Linked DNA regions of Bicyclus anynana: region 2 is linked to region 1. A link is a contact called in public Hi-C data. All regions are on one chromosome and are shown on one strand. The core of a region is the stretch at or near the end of the contact, and the rest is flanking DNA. Distances in the headings are between cores, read along the strand shown. Region 1 overlaps LOC112049814 (AF4/FMR2 family member lilli). Region 2 overlaps LOC112054785.

What was found. A called contact is a pair of places that touch in the nucleus more often than the background predicts.
Region 2: a Hi-C map of whole body shows a contact between it and region 1, with 2.1 times the contacts expected there. The contact joins two enhancer-like sites. A contact is called at or near these places in 2 of 2 Hi-C or Micro-C datasets (whole body and whole larva).

Annotation. Positions count from the first base shown.
Region 1 is chr23:162,815-168,235 of ilBicAnyn1.1, reverse strand. LOC112049814 (AF4/FMR2 family member lilli) reads left to right here. Exons shown (of 21, transcript XM_052888787.1): 17 at 582-706; 18 at 1,822-2,076; 19 at 2,573-2,669; 20 at 2,858-3,161; 21 at 3,596-5,421. The coding sequence ends at 3,714. Among protein-coding and RNA genes, the nearest start is that of LOC112049043, 36 kb to the right of the region's middle. Within about 2 kb of position 3,730, at least 7 of the 8 cell types and tissues checked have open chromatin away from gene starts, as enhancers often do.
Region 2 is chr23:539,291-544,621 of ilBicAnyn1.1, reverse strand. LOC112054785 reads left to right here. Exons shown (of 14, transcript XM_052888623.1): 6 at 1-270; 7 at 534-648; 8 at 1,101-1,424; 9 at 2,113-2,220; 10 at 2,865-3,031; 11 at 4,124-4,249. Among protein-coding and RNA genes, the nearest start is that of LOC112049814, 20 kb to the right of the region's middle. Within about 2 kb of position 2,956, at least 5 of the 8 cell types and tissues checked have open chromatin away from gene starts, as enhancers often do.

The sequences.
Region 1 (5,421 bases), core at 2,481-4,980:
AAAGAATTTTTAAAATCGGTCCAGTAGTTTTTGAGCCTATTCATTACAAATAAACAAACAAACATACAAACAAAGTTTTCCTCTTTATAATATTAATATATATAGTGATGACTTACGGATCCGAGACTTGGTCGCTAACTATGGGCCTTATAAGAAGGCTCAAAGTCACACAGCGGGCGATGGAGCGTGCTATGCTTGGGGTTTCTCTGCGTGATCGAATCAGAAATGAGGAAATCCGCAGACGAACTGAAGTCACTGACATAGCTCAGCGAGTCGCGAAGCTGAAGTGGCAGTGGGCAGGCCACATAGTTCGAAGAGCCGATGGACGTTGGGGTCCCAAGGTGCTGGAATGGCGACCCCGCACCGGAAAGCGCAGTGTTGGTCGACCCCCCACTAGGTGGACCGAAGACATCAAGCGGGTTGCAGGGAGCCGCTGGATGCTGGCGGCTCGATACCGTTTTGTCTGGAAGTCCATGCAAGAGGCCTATGTCCAGCAGTGGACGTCTATCGGCTGACAATGATGATGATGATGATATTAGTATAGATAAGCGATGTATTAATCAACATTCCCTGGTCCGCAGTCGCTGGAGGGCGCGGGCTCGGCGCTGGCGGCGCTGGAGAGACGCGGGGGCCGCACGCCCATCTACTACTCGTACTTCGAGCGCCTGCCCGCCGACGCGCTCACGGATGAGGAGCGAGACCACAAGTAAGAACCCCCTCCCAAACGCTACTTACATTAAACACACACGCCGCGGCCTGCTGCCCCTCGGTTGCGCACCTTTCACTTTTAAGGCGTAGGTAGTTGAGACGTACATAGTTTTTTTTTATATTCTTTATAAGTTAGCCCTTGACTACAATCTCACCTGATGGTAAGCGATGATGTAATCTAAGGTAGATAAGGTAGGCGGGCTAACTTGTTAGGTGGAGGATGAAAATTCACACTCCTTTCGGTTTCTACACAACATCGTACCGGAACGTTTGGCGGTACGTCTTTGTCGCGGTAGGGTGGTAACTAGCCACGGCCACAGCCTCCCACCAGCCAGACCTGGCATAGTGACTGGTGTATGCTGCGGGACAACATACACCTATTTAGACAGTCGATCTGAAATAATAAACTCCATTCGTGCGTCGAAACTGACACACACTTTTTTTTAGTTTAGACCACAAGTAAGAACCCTCTCTTGAACGCAACTTACATTACCACTCTTTGGCTATAAGAAATTCCAAAATGGCGCCCGTTTTTTTTCATTATGAGTTATGCAATGCTGTATGAACAAAACGTGACATTTGGTGCCTCTACAAAACATGCGTCTATTGTCTAGATGTTACGTCACAGAAGCAAAACGTGACATCTAGTACTAGTACCTCTACAAAACTTGTGTCTATTTTCTCGAAAAGATACCACTTCACATAAGCATGAAGTGTGTCTATTTCCTCGCGTAGATACTACCTCACAGAAACCAACCGTGTGTATTATACTATTTTCTTGTGTAGATTCTACTTCACATGAAAAAAACGCGCGACTATTTTCTTGCATAGATACTACCTCACTGAAGCAAATAGTTTGTCTATTTTTTCGCGAAGATACTGCCTCACATAGCAAAACGTGACACCTGGTGCCTTGGCTTAGTTTACAAGCACTTATGACACGTCAAGTTATGTCATGATTTAATAGTGATAATTGAAGTTGAAAATTTTAAATTAAAGTTACGAAGGTTCCCTCGGTCCGCTAAGAATCCACAACAAACTCAGCCAGGGATTTTTTGTTCATCACCATTTTACAATGTTATCTAAAACAAATGTGTCTGTTTTTCCGTGTAGGTACTACCTCACAGAAGCCAAACGCCTGCGCACGGCGGCGGAGCGCGAGCAGGAGCCTCTGTCGCGCGTCATGTTGTACCTGGAGTCCGTGCTGTGCTTCGTGCTGACCGGCCGCGTGCTGGAGCTGGAGCTGGACACCAAGAAGGCGTTCACCATCTACCGCGAGACCATCGAGTACATCAAGTCGATACACTCGATGCCGCAGCGGTTCCGCGCGTCGCCTCACTCCACCTTCAGCAAACTGGACATCCTCAGGTCAGTGTGAATCAATGTTCAACGTGAAATTGTGGATGATTGATTTATTTTGCTATCATCCTTACTCATCCTTATATCTTGGCAAAAAGACTATTGACTGATGACTGTCCGAAGCCTCTGAAACGTAAACGCATACTCGACCTGGACATTTGAAAACAGGATGCACTGAATGAGAATCGAGCTCCACATGACAATGACACTCGCAACACGTTTGTTTAAAGACTGATCGCAGATTGGTCGTACAAGAAAAACGCATTGCACATCGCTTATAATCAAGCGTGATTGCAGCCAAACACAGGAATGAAATCTCCTGAAGGTGCTCCTGTTTCGGATTGAAACATGCCTAGAGCCTTTTTCGCGATTAATAGCATTATAAATCAATTAATCCCTATTCATAATGATTGTCCAGAAAGTAAAGTCTACTTCTAGTTGATAATATGTAGACAATTGCTTTAATTGGATCTCTTATTGTAACGGTGCTATTTTGTGACCACAGCCTCCGAGTGCAAGCTCTGCTATACCTGCGGATGTTCAAGATGTACAATCGGGAAGTGAAGGAGTACAACAAGATCGTACAGGAGTATCAGCAGAAGGTGTGTAGTTATTCTATTTAAAAATTTGAAAGAAATAAAAACGAAATTGATTACTAGGCCGTCTTTGTTGAATGCCACAGCATTACCAAATGCTGTTAGAAACGATGTTTCAAAAACTTCCTTGACCTATCCCGTCTCGTACATGCTACGTATATCAGGGAGTTTTATTATGTGTGTTGTTTCCTCAGCCCGCGTGTGCTGAGGCGCTGCCTGGCGGCGCGGCGGCGGCGTCGTCGGCGCGCTCGGCGTCGCCCATGTCGCCGTCGCCCTCCCCTGCAGGGTCCGTCGGCTCCGGCTCCGGGTCCGGCTCCTCGGGCTACTGCTCGCTGCCGCACGCGCCCGGCGCCGCGCCCTACTGCAGCATGGTGCACGCGGTGCCGGTGCACGCGCACAACGCGCTGCTGCAGCTCACCAAGTACTACACGTTCCTGTACGTGGCGCACGACCTGTGGGAGCAGGCCGACTGCCTGTGTCGGCTGCGCGCGAACCAAGGTGACATTACCAACATTTTTATTTACTAATAGTATCCAATGTGGTAGAATGGCGACCCTGCACCGGAAAGCGCAGTGTTGGTCGACCTACTAGGTGGACTGAGGAAAGGATGAGTAAACGTTCGTCGGCTGTTAATGATGATGATGAATAATAGAATATGATGTGCGAAGCTCAAGTGACAATAGGCGAGGCATGTAGTTCGAAGATCCGATGAATGTTGGGGTCCCGAGATGCTGGTGATTCACGCAAACACTGCTAAAATGATTTTGCCTGCCTCCAAAAACTAGATAAAACACTTTATCAGAAATATCGCACTTATCTTTCAGTCCGATGGGACGAAAGAGGGCAATATTTTCGTTCCGCCGCTCAAGTCTCGCCTTTTATACATCTAAAATTGTAACATAATTATTAAATGTGAATTAATCTCTTTCCAGATCTGTTCATAGCAGTTGACCGCAAGTGCGGCCCGCTGTCCCTGTCGTCGACGTTCCGCCATCTTGTACAGTACGTGCGCCACGCGATATCGCTGCTCAAGAACGCGCCGCGCGAGTGACCGCGCGCCTGGCGCCCACAGCAGCGAGCGCTATAGACGCGTACTGGTACTCTGTGCACCCAGTGACGCGTACAGGTACTCTGTGTGCAGTGACTCGGGAAGTGACAGTGGGTGGTGATACTTCGATTCATTAGTTTCCGCTTCACGACGGTTTCGATTCCACATGATGACTCGGGAAGTGACAGTTGGTGGATGCGGTGGTGACACCTGGTGATTTGATAGTTTTCGATTCGTTCGATTCGATGGATTCGATTATGGACAGCGTGAACGCAATGTTGCGTTTCAGTTTTATCTCTTCTTGCGTCTAAACCGTCCATTCACAAGACGCAAGTTTTACTATTCGTAGAGAGTTTCAATCATTATTAACTGACATATTGAACTTTTCAAGACTGTTTCTATTGAACAGGTTCTATTAGAATTTAAAGTAATTTTGTATAATATTAAAATAGATCAATCACATCACGTGAAATGTGAATTAAACTTTGGTTTATGCCACGACACTTAAACACACTGAAACCCTGACGGATTTGTGTGACTTTATCTATTTCAGTATTATAAAACAGGGTGTGGTAATATTTAAGGCCACATTTTTTTTGGAGTATGTGACGATGGACTTATTATATCATAACATCAGATCGAACAGAAAAATAAATTAAACTAGATTAGTTTTTCAAGTATACGTAAACTTAATTTAGAAGCACTTTTGAATCGTCAAGTTTGTCTGTTTGTAGTGATTATTATTAAAAGCTAAGCAGGCAGATAAAGAACACAATCGCGAGATAGAGTTGAAAACGCACTTTGGCGTTCACGCACGAACCTCATTGAAATGGATGTAAAATTCAGGAATGATTATTTTATTAGACTGTGTTACTATCGCATCTGCGAAAAATTCCACCTCAATTCCGAAATTACTTCAATATGACACGCTCTAATAATTTAGTGGCAATATTCATCTCCGAATTTCGCACCTATAACATAAGAAGGGTTTTATAATGTAATGTATGTAAAGATATAAGAGATTATGGAAACGAAATGAGGCATTATAATGAGGCATAAGCAACTCTTAAACATTGCGTCTTAATAATCAAAATGAGATTATAGTGATTTTATACGAGAGTAGGGACTCATTGAGGCAAGGGAATGTGAGCGCACATTTCTCTTATATAACGTGTTCGAGGAATAAGGTTTTACATCACGATATTTAATAAACATGTCAATAAGACAGACTCCTACATACGTATTAAACAACACAGAAAACGTATTTGAAAATCTGAAAAAAGGACAATAATTCGTATCACGAAGTCCACATTTTCAGCAACACGACAAACTACTTTTTTATGCAAGTTCTAATACTTCCAATGAAACTTGGTTCGCAAATTTTATCTATAGGATTTCACTATTTAATCGTTTTTTGGACTAATTTAGCCTAAGATTTTAACTTTAAATCACGCATTCATTTCGACTAATCCCTTTATTTCGAAGGTATGAACAATCATGATTTATCATTTATACTTATTACATTGGTAATTTAGTTTCGAAAATAGATGTAACTCTTATTTTTCTATTTCATTGGTGAATGTTTAAATAATATTTTTTTTTTTTTATTATTCTTTAGTAATTTTAAAAGCAATTCAATATTTTAACGGTCTATTTTATAATGAACGAACACATTTTTTTATAAAACCACATTTTTTTGATTTCTCAATA
Region 2 (5,331 bases), core at 1,707-4,206, 380 kb before region 1:
ACGATAACAGTGCCAAAACAGAGTATAGAAAATGCCTCTGAACTGTTATCGAGACGGAGAGCCATGAACAACTATGAAAGGCCGGAGGAATTAGTGAGGGAGACGCCTAAAAGAACTGCGACCTTCAAAAAAGCATCTCCCACCATTCCTAAGAACAACGTGATGGACGCGACAGTTGTTTACGTGAAGGCAGATGATAATAACATTATAGACATAAATTCTGCCACGTTGAGTTTAATCGAGTCTGGTGAAAGTAATTTGAATCAGGAGGTAAGCTGTAATAACATTTTCCTACATTAGACTTGCTCTTGTGATTTTTTATCACACTTATATGAAGGTCAAATTTAGTTTATGCTTAAATGTTTGTCACTCCTTCAAGCCACAGTGGCTGGATAGATTTGCCTGAATTTGGAAAGAAGATAGATATCTTGACTGATCTTGAAGATATCTTGGATTAATACTGGCTTTTTTAAAAAAGGAAATTTTGGCGAACAGTGTCCACTACCATTAGTAATTTAATAATGCACTTTCAGGATTGGGGTCTTCAAGAGCGTGCGATGGTCGGCTCCAGTGAGAGCACAGGCACCGATACAGGCACTTTCAGCTCGAGTAGTCCCCCCGAAAGCGTGCCTGAACCTGTTGATCCACGTAAGTACCTAACACTACATAAGAAGAAAAGAATCCTAATTAAGCCTATTTTAACAGATCCCTAAAGGGCCAGGCCTTCATCCTTATATAGAGCTTAGAACCACCACCACCACGCTATTCCGAATGGCGGTTCGCTAATAGCCTAAATTAAAAACAGCTTAAGAATGAGACTCGGACTAATTAGGTAAGGACCTGCCTCACTAGACGTTATTTTTCTATAACACCATATGATCAACGATCTAATGCGATTATAAAAAACAATTTTCAGCGCTGTATAATTAGTATAATTTGGGCTCGAGTTTGTATGGAGATTGAGTTTCTCCTTTAAAGAAGTTATAAAGCATTTTAGTGTCTTTTTTATGAATATCTTTAAGCTCTACACGTGCCTATTGTATTTTTTTGTAATATTTTTATATTATTGCACTTAATGATAGAATCTTTTACCCCAACAGGCACCCTGGCAGTGTCGACACCTCTAATAGCCCTTGGAAAGGGACCAAAGAATGAGTTCTTAGACATCAACAATACTATATCACCGATATATACGGATACCATTGATGACAAGTCCTATACAGTGGGAAGAGTGTCAAATACTGCTGACAATATGGTCAGAACGTATGATTTGAACACAACGGTCATTAATAGTGCTACAATGGTCAAAAAATCGTCAGCCAAAAGGGATATATTGGCAGCGAAGAATATTCCAGAAAGGAAGTTGTTAAACCCAACTCAAATGCAAAAGCCAACTGTGAATAGAATTTCGCCTACAGATAATGGTAATGTTTTTTTTTTTTAATATTTGCCCTTTTTTGTTCCATGTAATATCGTGCAATCAGTCAAAAAGACTGAGCAGATGAGTTTTAGGTTGGATGTTGGTATGTGACATGAGTATCCCCCACTGGAGACATCCATAATGTTCTGAAACTGGCCTATTACACCTCCAGCTCCAAGATTCTTTTTCTTTTCAGGCGTTTAAGATAGTCTGGTATAGTGAGTTGCCAGTGGATTTCCTCTTTCACGGTTCATAAAAATATCGAGATCCATGAGTATATGTGTATCAAACACATATACTCATGGATGTCGATATTTTTAATGAACCATGGTGCATTGAACATTTACTTGAGTATGTAGTCCTCAGCTCTGTGAATTATTGAGAAGCTGGAGTCACAAGCAGAACCCCTGAGCTGTATTCCATATTGCAAATCTTCCTATTAACTAATAAAAAAACATTTTATGATATTGATATAAGATATTGATTATAAGTCATTTGGTTGTCTAGACAACCAAATAGCCGCAGGTCATCTAATGCGTGTAGTTGTCGACAGTGACTGTCCACTAATACGTCCCCCGTCGCCCGCATACCATGAGACTGTCACCAACAAACTTGCCAAGCTTTGGATACCCGTTACCATATAGAAATGAATCAAAAAAAAATTAAATGGATTATTTTGTATGTAATTCCAGGAATATACAGTGCCATGCCACCCCCAGCGACTGTCTCAAGAAAGACCAATTTGCCGACTTCAAAACTGAGGCAGTACAGTTCTCATAAAGAACTTAATAGGATACCTGGTGAGTGATTGGAGAAACGCGCGCTAGTTTAAAACCCATCCGGGGTTCTTAATCATGAATTTGTTCGCAATTATTTTTATTTTTAAAATCATCTAAAATTCAATTAAGACCATTTGCCGACATCAAAACTGAGGCAGTACAGTTCACATAAGGAACTTAATAGGATACCTAATGAGTGACTGAAGAAATGCGCGCTAGTTTAAAACCCATCCGGGGTTCTTAATCATGAGTGTGTTCGCTATTTTTTTTTTTCATTTTTAAAATCATCTAAAATTCAGTTAAAATATACTAGTTTAGAACCAATCCGGGGTTTTTAATCATGAATATGTTCGCGATTTTTTTTTAAATCAGATAAAATTCAATAAAGATATACTGTTTAGAACCAATCCGGCGTTCTTAATCATGAATTTGTTCGCTTTTTTTTTTCAAAATCACATAAAATTCAATTAAGAAATACTAGTTTAGAACCAATCCGGGGTTCTTAATCATAAGTTTGTTCGCGATGTTTTTTATTTTTAAAATCATCTTAAATTAAATTAAGATATACTGTTTAGAACCAATCCGGCGTTCTTAATCATAAATTTGTTCGCGATTTTTTCTTTTTTTAAATCTTATATTCAATTAAGATATTTAAATTATTATAGGAAACCCACCATCGACCGCGGCCCGAGTGTTAGCGGGGCGGACGATGGTCCGACGAGGAGTGTACGCATCCAACCCCGCGCTCAGTCCGACCGCGCCCGTTCCGCCCGTGCACTCCGCTCTCACTATGCCGCAACGAAGGGACTCCTACACTACCGCCACGCATCAGGTGCGTGTACAAACTTTATGACGTTTCGGAACGTTAAGCAATACTGAGGTAACACCGGTAACGCAGGGGCGCGGCTGTAGGGCATCACCACGCGTCGACGACGGATAGCGCAAGATAAAGATAGGCTCGTGTTTTACCATGACCTCATAAGTAAGTGTAGATATAGTCTAAGAAGGATCACACTTACCTAGAAGATGTCTATTCATATTCACACATTGTTTGACTTGGGAAGGATATTCCAAACCCTGTTCTAACTGATGATTTTCTACATAAAATGTGCGACAAACGTGATAATCTCGTGAATAGAAATAGTCAAATTTCAAAGTGCAACCGGAAACACAGCTATCTCTTTCATTGCATTGAAATGGGACTGTAACAACTCCGCCGCCATTGGACTATATTTTGTTTGTTTCTCTTCACTTGGTCGCATGTTAGCACCAGTTACTTCTGGAACTTGAGTTGTAAATAAATTAAAAGCAAAAAGCTTTTTAAAAAAAGGTTTTTACAAAAAGCTTTTATTTAAACACTCTAAAAAGATAAAAATTATTAAAATTTATATGATAACAAAGGCTTGACGCGCAATTTGAAAATCCGAGTAAACTAGTAACAATTTCGTCATGTAAATTGATCTCTCTAAATTGATTATCTTAATCATTTGATACCCATATTGTAGAAATGCATTAAAAATAACTATTCCGCCATCTTGTGTGGTCCGCCATATTGCATTTTGAATGACGTCATATAACATATCGTGCATTGTCATCCAAACTTAACGTGTATACAAAATTTCAGCTCAGTCGGTTGAAGATATCTATTTCAAAATTGAGTTCAAAGAATCCACCGTAACATACATACAATATATTTTGCTAGTTACTTAAGCCTCAATAGCTCAACGTTAAGAGTAGTCGGACTCATCACCGAAGGGGTGGTGGTTCTATCACCGCCCTGTTGGTCTATTGACGTACCCACTCCTAACACAGTCTTTCCCGACTAATTGGAGGGGTATGGGAATATTGGTCATATTTAAAAAAAAATATGGCAAATATTCTTTTAAAAAAAAAGTTAAATAAAAGCTTTTCATCATCCTTGCAGAAAGAACATCAGGAACAAGAGAGGCAAGACAGGCCAACGCTACTGAATCCTCCAGCGCTGGTCCGACAGGGGACGGAGACTTTGCGTAGAGAACGGCCTCAAAGTCAACTTGTCGCGCCTAAAGATGTAAGCATTTTTTACATCGATCTCCTATTAAAAAAGTGGATGCACAATCAGCGACCAAAACACGTCCCAATTGAAAAAACACAACTTCTTGGCACTCAATTCAAGAAGTCGCATTTCCAAATTCAACCCTAAACTCAATTCTTAAGGTTGAATTTTGGATTTTATTGAATATTGAACTATATATGAAGGACATTAGGTATAATTTTCTTTACCAATAACTCTAAAACTGACAAAACTAAAAAGCCAGTTTTTAAGTGAAATTTTATACATGATCTACATGATTGTGCGTCCTTTTATTACAAGAGGTCAATGATTGTTTACTAATAAGTGCATTATAATATAACTAATAGACCTGGGATAATTATATTTGTTTAACATAATAGCTTTCCCTTTTATCCTCAGACCAATTACCATAGTTACCCCTCTGTCAAAAGTATATGATCACGATCTAACGCCTATATACAAACTGCGTCTATAGAATTGATGTTTCATTGTGTTCAAATTACACGTGTGTGTATTACGATTTAAATTTATAGTTGTGTGTAGTTTACGGACACAGGATATATTTATTGGTGTTAAATATTTTCGATGTGTGAGTTTACCTCGTCCCCCTCAGAAAACGACAGACAATTTTGTTGGTGAATTTGAATGTGATACTAGTCCAAAGGTAATTAATCTTAGCTTTCATCCCATTGTGACAAAAGAGAGAGCTATGTTTTAGATTAGAAATCATAATTGACGATATATGTTAGTGAATTCTTGGCTTTCTGCTGGGTTATGCCAATATCTTGAAGGATATTATAAAGTCAATTAAGCCTGTTGAATAGTAATATAATTTACATTGCAGCTTAATTGAGTGCTACAAAAAATATTTCACATATGCTTAATGATCGCTCAAAAGAATGTAAAATTATTTATATGGCGAAGTTATAATAATAATAATAATAATAATAATAGTTTATTTAAAGGTAAAAACCCAGTGTAGTTATGACTTAATAGAAGAAATAACTACATGAAATTAAATTAAATATAACAAAATTCTCTGTTATAAATGTTAAACCGTTTGTTTACACTGTGATAAC